Linked DNA regions of Pan troglodytes: region 1 is linked to region 2. Evidence: chromatin contacts called from public capture Hi-C data. All regions are on one chromosome and are shown on one strand. Each heading gives the region's core, a stretch centred on a gene start, on an enhancer-like site or on the middle of the called end of the contact. The rest is flanking DNA. Distances are from core to core; before and after follow the strand shown.

What was found. Capture Hi-C pulls out chosen DNA fragments and counts their contacts.
Region 1: a contact with region 2 is called in a capture Hi-C map of stem cell-derived neural stem cells, with 4 times the contacts expected there. The contact joins two enhancer-like sites. A contact is called at or near these places in 1 of 1 datasets of contacts at active chromatin or transcription factors (stem cell-derived excitatory neurons) and 1 of 1 other capture datasets (stem cell-derived neural stem cells).

Annotation. Positions count from the first base shown.
Region 1 is chr2:198,440,252-198,444,028 of NHGRI_mPanTro3-v2.0_pri, reverse strand. The region is part of intron 1 of XXYLT1 (xyloside xylosyltransferase 1); the gene reads left to right. Among named protein-coding and RNA genes, the nearest start is that of XXYLT1, 16 kb to the left of the region's middle. Within about 2 kb of position 2,433, at least 7 of the 24 cell types and tissues checked have an H3K27ac peak or open chromatin away from gene starts, as enhancers often do. A contact at or near this core is called in stem cell-derived neural stem cells, where this site is marked.
Region 2 is chr2:197,932,531-197,936,322 of NHGRI_mPanTro3-v2.0_pri, reverse strand. LOC107970884 (a long non-coding RNA gene) reads right to left here. Exons shown (of 4, transcript XR_008547350.2): 4 at 1,344-3,443. Among named protein-coding and RNA genes, the nearest start is that of FAM43A, 65 kb to the right of the region's middle. Within about 2 kb of position 2,427, at least 6 of the 24 cell types and tissues checked have an H3K27ac peak or open chromatin away from gene starts, as enhancers often do. A contact at or near this core is called in stem cell-derived neural stem cells, where this site is marked.

The DNA of each region.
Region 1 (3,777 bases), core at 1,184-3,683, 510 kb before region 2:
TCCAGCCTGACACTAGCCATGAAGTGTCAGCGGTGTTTTGGGTTTTGGAACTGTCCCCCTTGCATTACCATGAAGAAATGCTGATGCTGGCCCTTGGGAGGTACAAGGGGCTTCACTTGTCTCCCTTACCTGAGAGCCCTGGGAAGGTTGCTTGGTCTGCCTAGAGCCCCGGCTGGCAGGCAGTGCCCTGGGCAAGCTCTTCAGCCTGCACCTGCCCCTGGGCGCTCACTTCAGCTGGAGTGTGGTGGACAGAGTCCTGCCCAGATGTTATTGATCCTGAGTTCTGGGTCTTCCTCTGACCCTGGCGTCTGTTAGCAAGGCCTTCTGATGTCTTTGCCTCAGTTTCTCATCCATAAGAGGAGTGGGGACGCTCCGGCTCTGAGTAACAGTCTGTTCTCTTCCAGGCGTGTATAAACAGTGCTGGGGGCTTACAGAGCTCATGCCCTTTCCAGACCCCATCCTGAATGTGCGGGTGAGAAGTTGCGGGGTGTGAGGAGGCTGCTCTTCCCCTCTTTCTGGGATAATCCCTGGAATGACCCTAGGTGAGGCTTCCGTGCTGACTTCCCTTCCGTCCTCTGGGAGGTACTGGTTCGTTCCTCGGGCCCTGCCCTGTGCGGGGCCGCACCTCAGGCCTGCGCGGAGCATGAGGGCGAGGGACTTGGAATGACCACAGCTGTCTCAGGTTTATCGTCACCGTCAATGAGCCACAGTTGCCACCATCGCAGGAGACCCTGGGTGGCAGGCACCATGCTGGATCCTGCTTTTCCTCCCTCATTTAACCTTGGAGCAGCCAGGCCTGTGAGGGGTAGCTAGTCTCCCCTAGGAAGAGGCTGCACAGATGAGCTTGCTTGGAGCCATGATTGGAGTCCGGCTTGCCGATTCTTGAGCACTCTGCCCGATGCCGGTTGATTTTGGCGGTTTGTTCTTGTCCCTCCAAAGCCAGGAATGCTCTGTGAGAGCTGGGGCCCCACCAGAAGGGTTCCCACGGTGCCCCTGTGCCTGCTGCTGGCTGGGTGGCCTCTTCCCCTGGTCAGCTGGGTGGCACAGAACAGGGGAATCCCAGGGCTGCCCGGGGTGGACCTTCCCTCCCTCCTCCAGGAGCTGCCCATAGAACAGCAGGGAGCCTCTTTCTAGGAGGTGGGATTTACAGGCTGAGATGGTGGAGCCCCACCTCCCTCATTTAGCTGCAGAAGAGGTCTGGCTTGGAGGGAGTCCAGACTCTGGTCCTGGAGTTGAGTCTATTCATGTTATCCATGAGAAAACTGGGGCCCAGAGAGGCCAAGCAACTTGCTCAGGGCCACACAGCTGCTCAGTGGACAAGGGAGACTGGGAGCAGCTCTCCTGTGCCCTCTCTGGTTCCCTGCACTCATGGTCTCCCCGCCTGCCTTCCCTTGTGTTCGGAAGCCAGTTCTACGCTGTGCTTGCTCTGTGCGCCGGTTTGTCTTCTGTTTTGGTTTCTAGCCTGACACAGCTTTTGGATCTCACCCACTTGTGACTCCCTGCAGTCGTCTGTGTTTTGTGGACAATGAAAGGCTTTGCTCCACGTCCACTGATCGGCTGCTCCAGAAGGAAGCTTTGCAGCCTCCTCAGCTGCAGGCCCAGAGTCATGGCTCCCTCCAACCCATTGCCTGGCCCTGCTCAGCCCACTTGGATGGAGCTGAGTCCCCAGCCCGACTGGGTCCTGCTGGGGGCTGAGCTCGTGGGTGCGAGCCGTGTGGGGTAGGGAACCCCGCTGCTGTCTCCCGCCTGGCTCTGCACTCCTGCAGCCCCAGTCCTGCCGTGACTGTCACAGGGATCTCCAGGCCTGGGCGGCGGCTCCCTGTTGTGCGAGCATGGTACTCGGAAACCGCCTTTTCTGCTGGTTTAGTCCGACTGAAGCTCCTTGCTGAGGGACTGCATTCCCTCTGCAAACCTATGGCCTTATGGGTCTTTCTGATGCTGCTGTTATCCCCTGCTCTGTCCGCAGTGCTGGTGAATTTCCCAGCCTGGGGCGGTTGGGGACAGGGTCCGAGTCTGACTTCTTTCTCTTTCCTGTGCAGCGGGTGTGGGAATGGGTGTGTGTCTCTTGGATGACTATGGTGTTGGCTACAGATGGGCCGCTTTAGATCCTGGCTCTACCTCATCTTTCTGGGAGGTGGGGGGTAGTTGTTTACATTCTCTGAACCACCTCCTCTCTGTAGCAGGGGCCCAGTCATATCACCTGCCCCAAAACATTGGTGTGGGGGCGACGTTAAGTGACTGAATGTGCATAGTGCAGCTGTTTGTGCTTGACGCGTGCTAGGTGGACCCTTAGGCACTGCCCTGGCCCCGTGAAGGCCCTGCAGGTCTGTGTCCCACCCTTGGTGGCTGTGCCCAGCTTTAGCATGCCACCTCATGGTCCTGCTCAGTGGCTCACCTGCTCACCCTGTGTCAGGTGCCAGCCTGGCGCACGTGGCTGCCCCTGAATCTGGGCCTTGCGAGCCTGTTGCCTGGATGCCCAGGTTCCAGATGCTTCACCTTGGGAAACAAAAGAGCAGTTTTGGCACAGAGATCCCGCAGCCTACAGACTTAATTATGCCCGTGGACGTGCTGAGCAAGAGTGAGAGGGTGACTGAGCCTGCAGAGGGCTCTGTGTGACGCCATGTGGCCCCCAGTTTCCTCACAGTGGAAAAGGAACAAGCTTCCGGCTCAGGGAATGGCTTCCCAGGAGCAGATGGTACTTTGGAAATCACCTCGTCAGGCTTCGAGCCTGCGTCCTGTGGTTGGGAGGGTGAGGGGCGTGTTGTTTCTGCTGCTGACCCCAGTTTCAGGGCAAATTTAACCTGTGGTCAGTGCAGGGTGGGGCTTTGGTCCCAGGCCCTGGGGCTGAGGCCCTGGAGAACCTGCCAGGCCTGGGCAGTCACTGCTGACGTCTGTGGCCAGAGTCTCCAAGCGCTGAGGGCCCCCTGGGGCCTGATTTATGGGGGTCTTTGGGGGACTTGTTCCAGCCTGGAAATGCGAGAGGGAAATCTCCCCACCCCCGGGGTGCTCCCTAGTGCACAGCTGGGCAGCGGGCACCCCCGTGACTTGTCTGAGAGCACCGTTTCCCTCTGGTGTTACCCTTTAAAACTCACTTCAGGGAAGAGTGATTGGCTACATAGTTGAATTTGCTGAGCAGCGTTTGCAGAGGATGTAAACTGCCAGGTAGGCTGGCCCTGCTTACTGGTCTCTTCTTCGGGCTCACTGAGTGACTGAGTGGCTTTCGCTTTGATCAGAAATGTGAACAGGCCGGGCGCGGTGGCTCACGCCTGTAATCCTAGAACTTTGGGAGGCCGAGGCCGGCGGATCACCTGAGGTCAGGAGTTCGAGACCAGCCTGGCCAACATAGTGAAACCCCGTCTCTACTAAAAATACAAAAATTGGCTGGGTGTGGTGGTGGGCACCTGTAGTCCCAGCTGCTCGAGAGGCTGAGGCAGGAGAATTGCCTGAACCCAGGAGGCGGAGGTTGCAGTGAACCGAAATCACAACACTGCACTCCAGCCTGGGAGACAAAACTCCTTCTCAAAAAAAAAAAAAAAAAAGGTGAGCAGTTGAAGATTTTAGAACTGATATGGCTCTCAGAGAGTTGGGAGACATTTTAAGGCAAATGCAAAATGAAAACATTTCTTTTGCTTAAGGCTGTGTCTTAAGCAGGGGCCTTGGGAAATGAAACGGGATCTTGCCGCTTCGCCTCCTGATTTCTGGAGCTGTTGACTTCTCAGCCTTTTTCTGTGACATGTGCAGCATCTGGACCTGATTTACGGGAGTCTTTGGGGGATT
Region 2 (3,792 bases), core at 1,178-3,677:
AGGAGCCCTGTCACCACAGCCAGAAGCCTGGTCCCTTGCTGGCCCCTCCACTCCCAGGTAGAAACAGTCTCTTCACTTCCCTGGCCTCAGCCTCCTCGTTTGTAAATGAGGTATGGAGTTCAAGTCCATACCTAACTCCGGGGCTGTCGTGAGAATTAATCTGATAATCGATGTTGAAAAAACTGGCTTAGAACACTGTAAAACAGGCTAGAATTTTAAATGTTTCCTTCTTTATATGCAGTCATGTGCCACATGGTAACATCTTGGTCATTGACAGACTCCATCAACAACAGTGGTCCCATAAAATTATAATGGAGCCGAAAACTTCCTATCGTCTAGTATTTTTACAATACACCTTTTATCATTATTTTAGAGTATACTTTTTGTATTTTTTTTAAGTTAACTGTGAAACAGCCTCAGGTAGTCCTTCAGCAGGTATTCCAGAGGAAGACACTATTATCATAGGAGACACGAGCTCCATTCACACTACTGCCCCTGAAGAGCTTCCGGTAGGATGAGGCGTGGAGGTAGAAGGTAGCCATATTCATAATTCTGACCCAGTACAGGCCTAGGCTAATGTGTGTGTCTGCATCTTTATAACAAAAAATTTATAAAATAAAAATAAATAAATAGAAAAAGTTTATAGAGTAAGGATATAAAGAAAGGAAATATGGGCCAGGTGCAGTGGCTCATGCCTGTAGTCCCAGAACTTTGGGAGGCCAAGGTGGGTGGATCATGAGGTCAGGAGTTCAAGACCAGCCTGGACAACATGGTGAAACCCGGTCTCTACTAAAAAAAAAATACAAAAAAAATTAGCTGGGCGTGGTGGCATGCACCTGTAGTCTCAGCTACTGGGGAGGCTGAGGCAGGAGAATCACTTGAACCCAGGAGTGGGAGGTTGCAGTGAGCCAAGACTGTGCCACTGCACTCCAGCCTGGGTGACAGAGTGAGACTCTGTCTAAAAAAAAAAAAAGAAAGAAAGAAAATATTTGTATACAGTTGTGCAATACATTTGTGTTTTAAGCTCAGTGTTATTATAATACAAAAGAGTCAAAAAGTTTAAAAAGTTAAAAATGTATGAAGTAAAAAAGTTACAGTAAGCTAAGGTTAATTTATTTCGAAAAATAAAATTTCTGAGTAAATGTAGTGTACCCGAAGTGTCTTGTGTTTATAAAGTCTACAGTCATGTACAGCAACTCCCAGGCCTTCTCATCCACTCCACACTCACTCACTCACTGACTTGCCCAGAGCAACTTCCCATCCTGCAAGCTCCATTCATGGTAAATGCGCTGTACAGGTATATAGGTTCAGGGCACTTACTATGTACACATTTTAAAATCTATACCTTGCCAAGGTATACATTTTATTTTCTTTTACACTGTATTTTTACTGTACCTTTTCTATATTTAGAGACACAAATGCTTACCATTGTGCTACAGTTGCCTACCGTATTCAGTACAGTAACACGCTGTACAGGTTTGTACACTAAGAGCCATAAGCTACACCACAGAGCCTGGGCGTGTAATAGGCTACGCCACCTAAGTTTGCGTACACTCTACAATGTTCACACCACAATAAAACTGCCTAACCATGCATTTCTCAGAACATATTCCCATTGTTAAGTGAGGCATGATGGTAGATACACGGTAAAACATTTTGAAACAGTAAAAGAATAAAGAAACTATTATTTATAAACCCATCACCTGAGCAACCCTGGGTATTGTTTATTTACTTCCTTCTTTTTTCTTTTTCTTTTTTTAATTTGAGACAGAGTCTTGCTCTTATAGCCCAGGCTGGAGTGCAATGGCACAATCTCAGCTCACTGCAACCTCCGCCTCCAGGTTCAAGCAATTCTCCTGCCTCAGCCTCCTGAGTAGCTGCGATCACAGGCATCCGCCCCTATGCCCGGCTAATTTTTGTATTTTAAGTAGAGACGGGGTTTCACCGTGTTGGCCAGGCTGATCTCAAACTCCTGACCTCACCCACCTCAGCCTCCGTAAGTACTGGGATTACAGGCGTGAGCCACCACGCCTGGCCTCCTTCCCTTTTTTTTTTTTTTTTTAACCCAGCTGGGATCATGCCCTGTTTGTGAGTTTGAAACTGTTTTGGAGATTCATTTTTCTTATGTGCACAATGAACATTGTGAGCATAAAGCTTTTTCAATCACTTTTACAGGATAATTTCCCAGAAGTCCAATCGCTGGGTTAAAGGCTATGACTATTTTAAAGCTCCTGATGCATATATCATAACTCTTGTTAGCCCTTCTCCCCAGAGTTGGAAACTGAAGCTCAAAAGATTGAAATACACAGCAAAGCTGGACAGAAACCCTGGGCAAGGTATTCCACGTTTTGTGGTCTACGCTCAACAGCACAGCATGAAAGAGAAGGCGGCCCCCTCCTGCAGAGCCTCAGATTACTGTGCACTGATGAGGACAAGCAGCCCTGTGGGGGATGAAACCTGGAACAAAGGCTGGGGAATTGAAAGGACAGCCTGGGGTTCAGGACCGCTGAGTTTGACTGGGGGCTTTTCTGCAATTCTGTGACCCTGAGCAAGTCCCTTTGGCCTCAGTTTCAGCCTTGCAAAATGAGGGGCATGGACTGAGTCTAACACCCCACCCCTCTGCCCAGATGCATCACTCCCAAACCAAAAACAGAAACATTTTGGTTTTAGTTTTGCACAGAAGGACTAAAGATAATCCATTTTCTCCAGCTTGAGATAGTAACTGGTTGCTCTCTTGGCCATAAAACTGGTTGCTCTCTTGGCCATAAAACTGACCTGGCTGGATCTCCCAGCCAGCAGGCTGGGGTTCATGTGACAGCTAGCTCCAGAAAACAGGCCCCAAGCTGGAATCTGCCAGAGAGTGGCAGGAGAATGCAGTCCTTTCAAGATCAGGTCAGATGGTCTCAGCACCAGGCTCCGCTGTCTGCACTGTAAAGAGATTTCCCTGTCCACCCAGCCCTGGGGACAGACAGACAGATGGAGGGCGTCGGTACCAGCTGTCCAGGGCGCTGGTCTGCTGCCTGCTGTCTGTGTGCACAGGGGTGCTGATGGACAGCTGCCCAGCGCGGCCTGCGCAGGGTCCTGCGGGCGTCGAGGCTGCTGCTCTTGGTTGTTTATTCAAGTGGCCAGGAACTCAGGAAGCCACATCAGCAGTTGTGAAAATGGGACCAACAAAACAAGGTCGGTGGGGACAGCTGTTTGTCAGATGCCCCTGAACTTAAGTGTTTATCTGGCTGACACACAGACTGTCGTTTCCCAGAATGCAGAGGTGAGTGCCTCTGTTTGTGGTGGAGGGTCAAGGTCCTAGAATCCCACACGTGTGCGTCTCTCTCAGACTTGCTTTGAGCCTAGAACAATGGTTGCTCCCCTGAAGGAAGAACTGCCTCAGCTCTCTCAGAAAGAGGAATGGTGAGCTCAGGGCACGGTCTTTATGGAAGATGTACCTATGGAGCACCAGGAAGCCAAGTCACTGGCAGGGACCACAGGGCATGTCATTGCCATACGTAAAAGTACATATACACAGAAGAACACACTTTGCAAGAACATGTTCAAACAGAAAGGTAAACATATCAAAATGATGGTCTATGGGTTAAAAAAAAAAAAAAAAAGAATAGGATTCGGGCCTGGGGATAATCACCTTTAGCACAAGAAAAGAGGGGACATGCAGGGACTGGTCATGCAAATGCACTGTGAGCTGATTGAGGAATGCCACCAATTCCCAGGGCTTGACGGCCAAAGGCTTTTTAAATAAAGGAAAGAAAAAAAGACAAAAGCCAACCAAACACGGAAGAT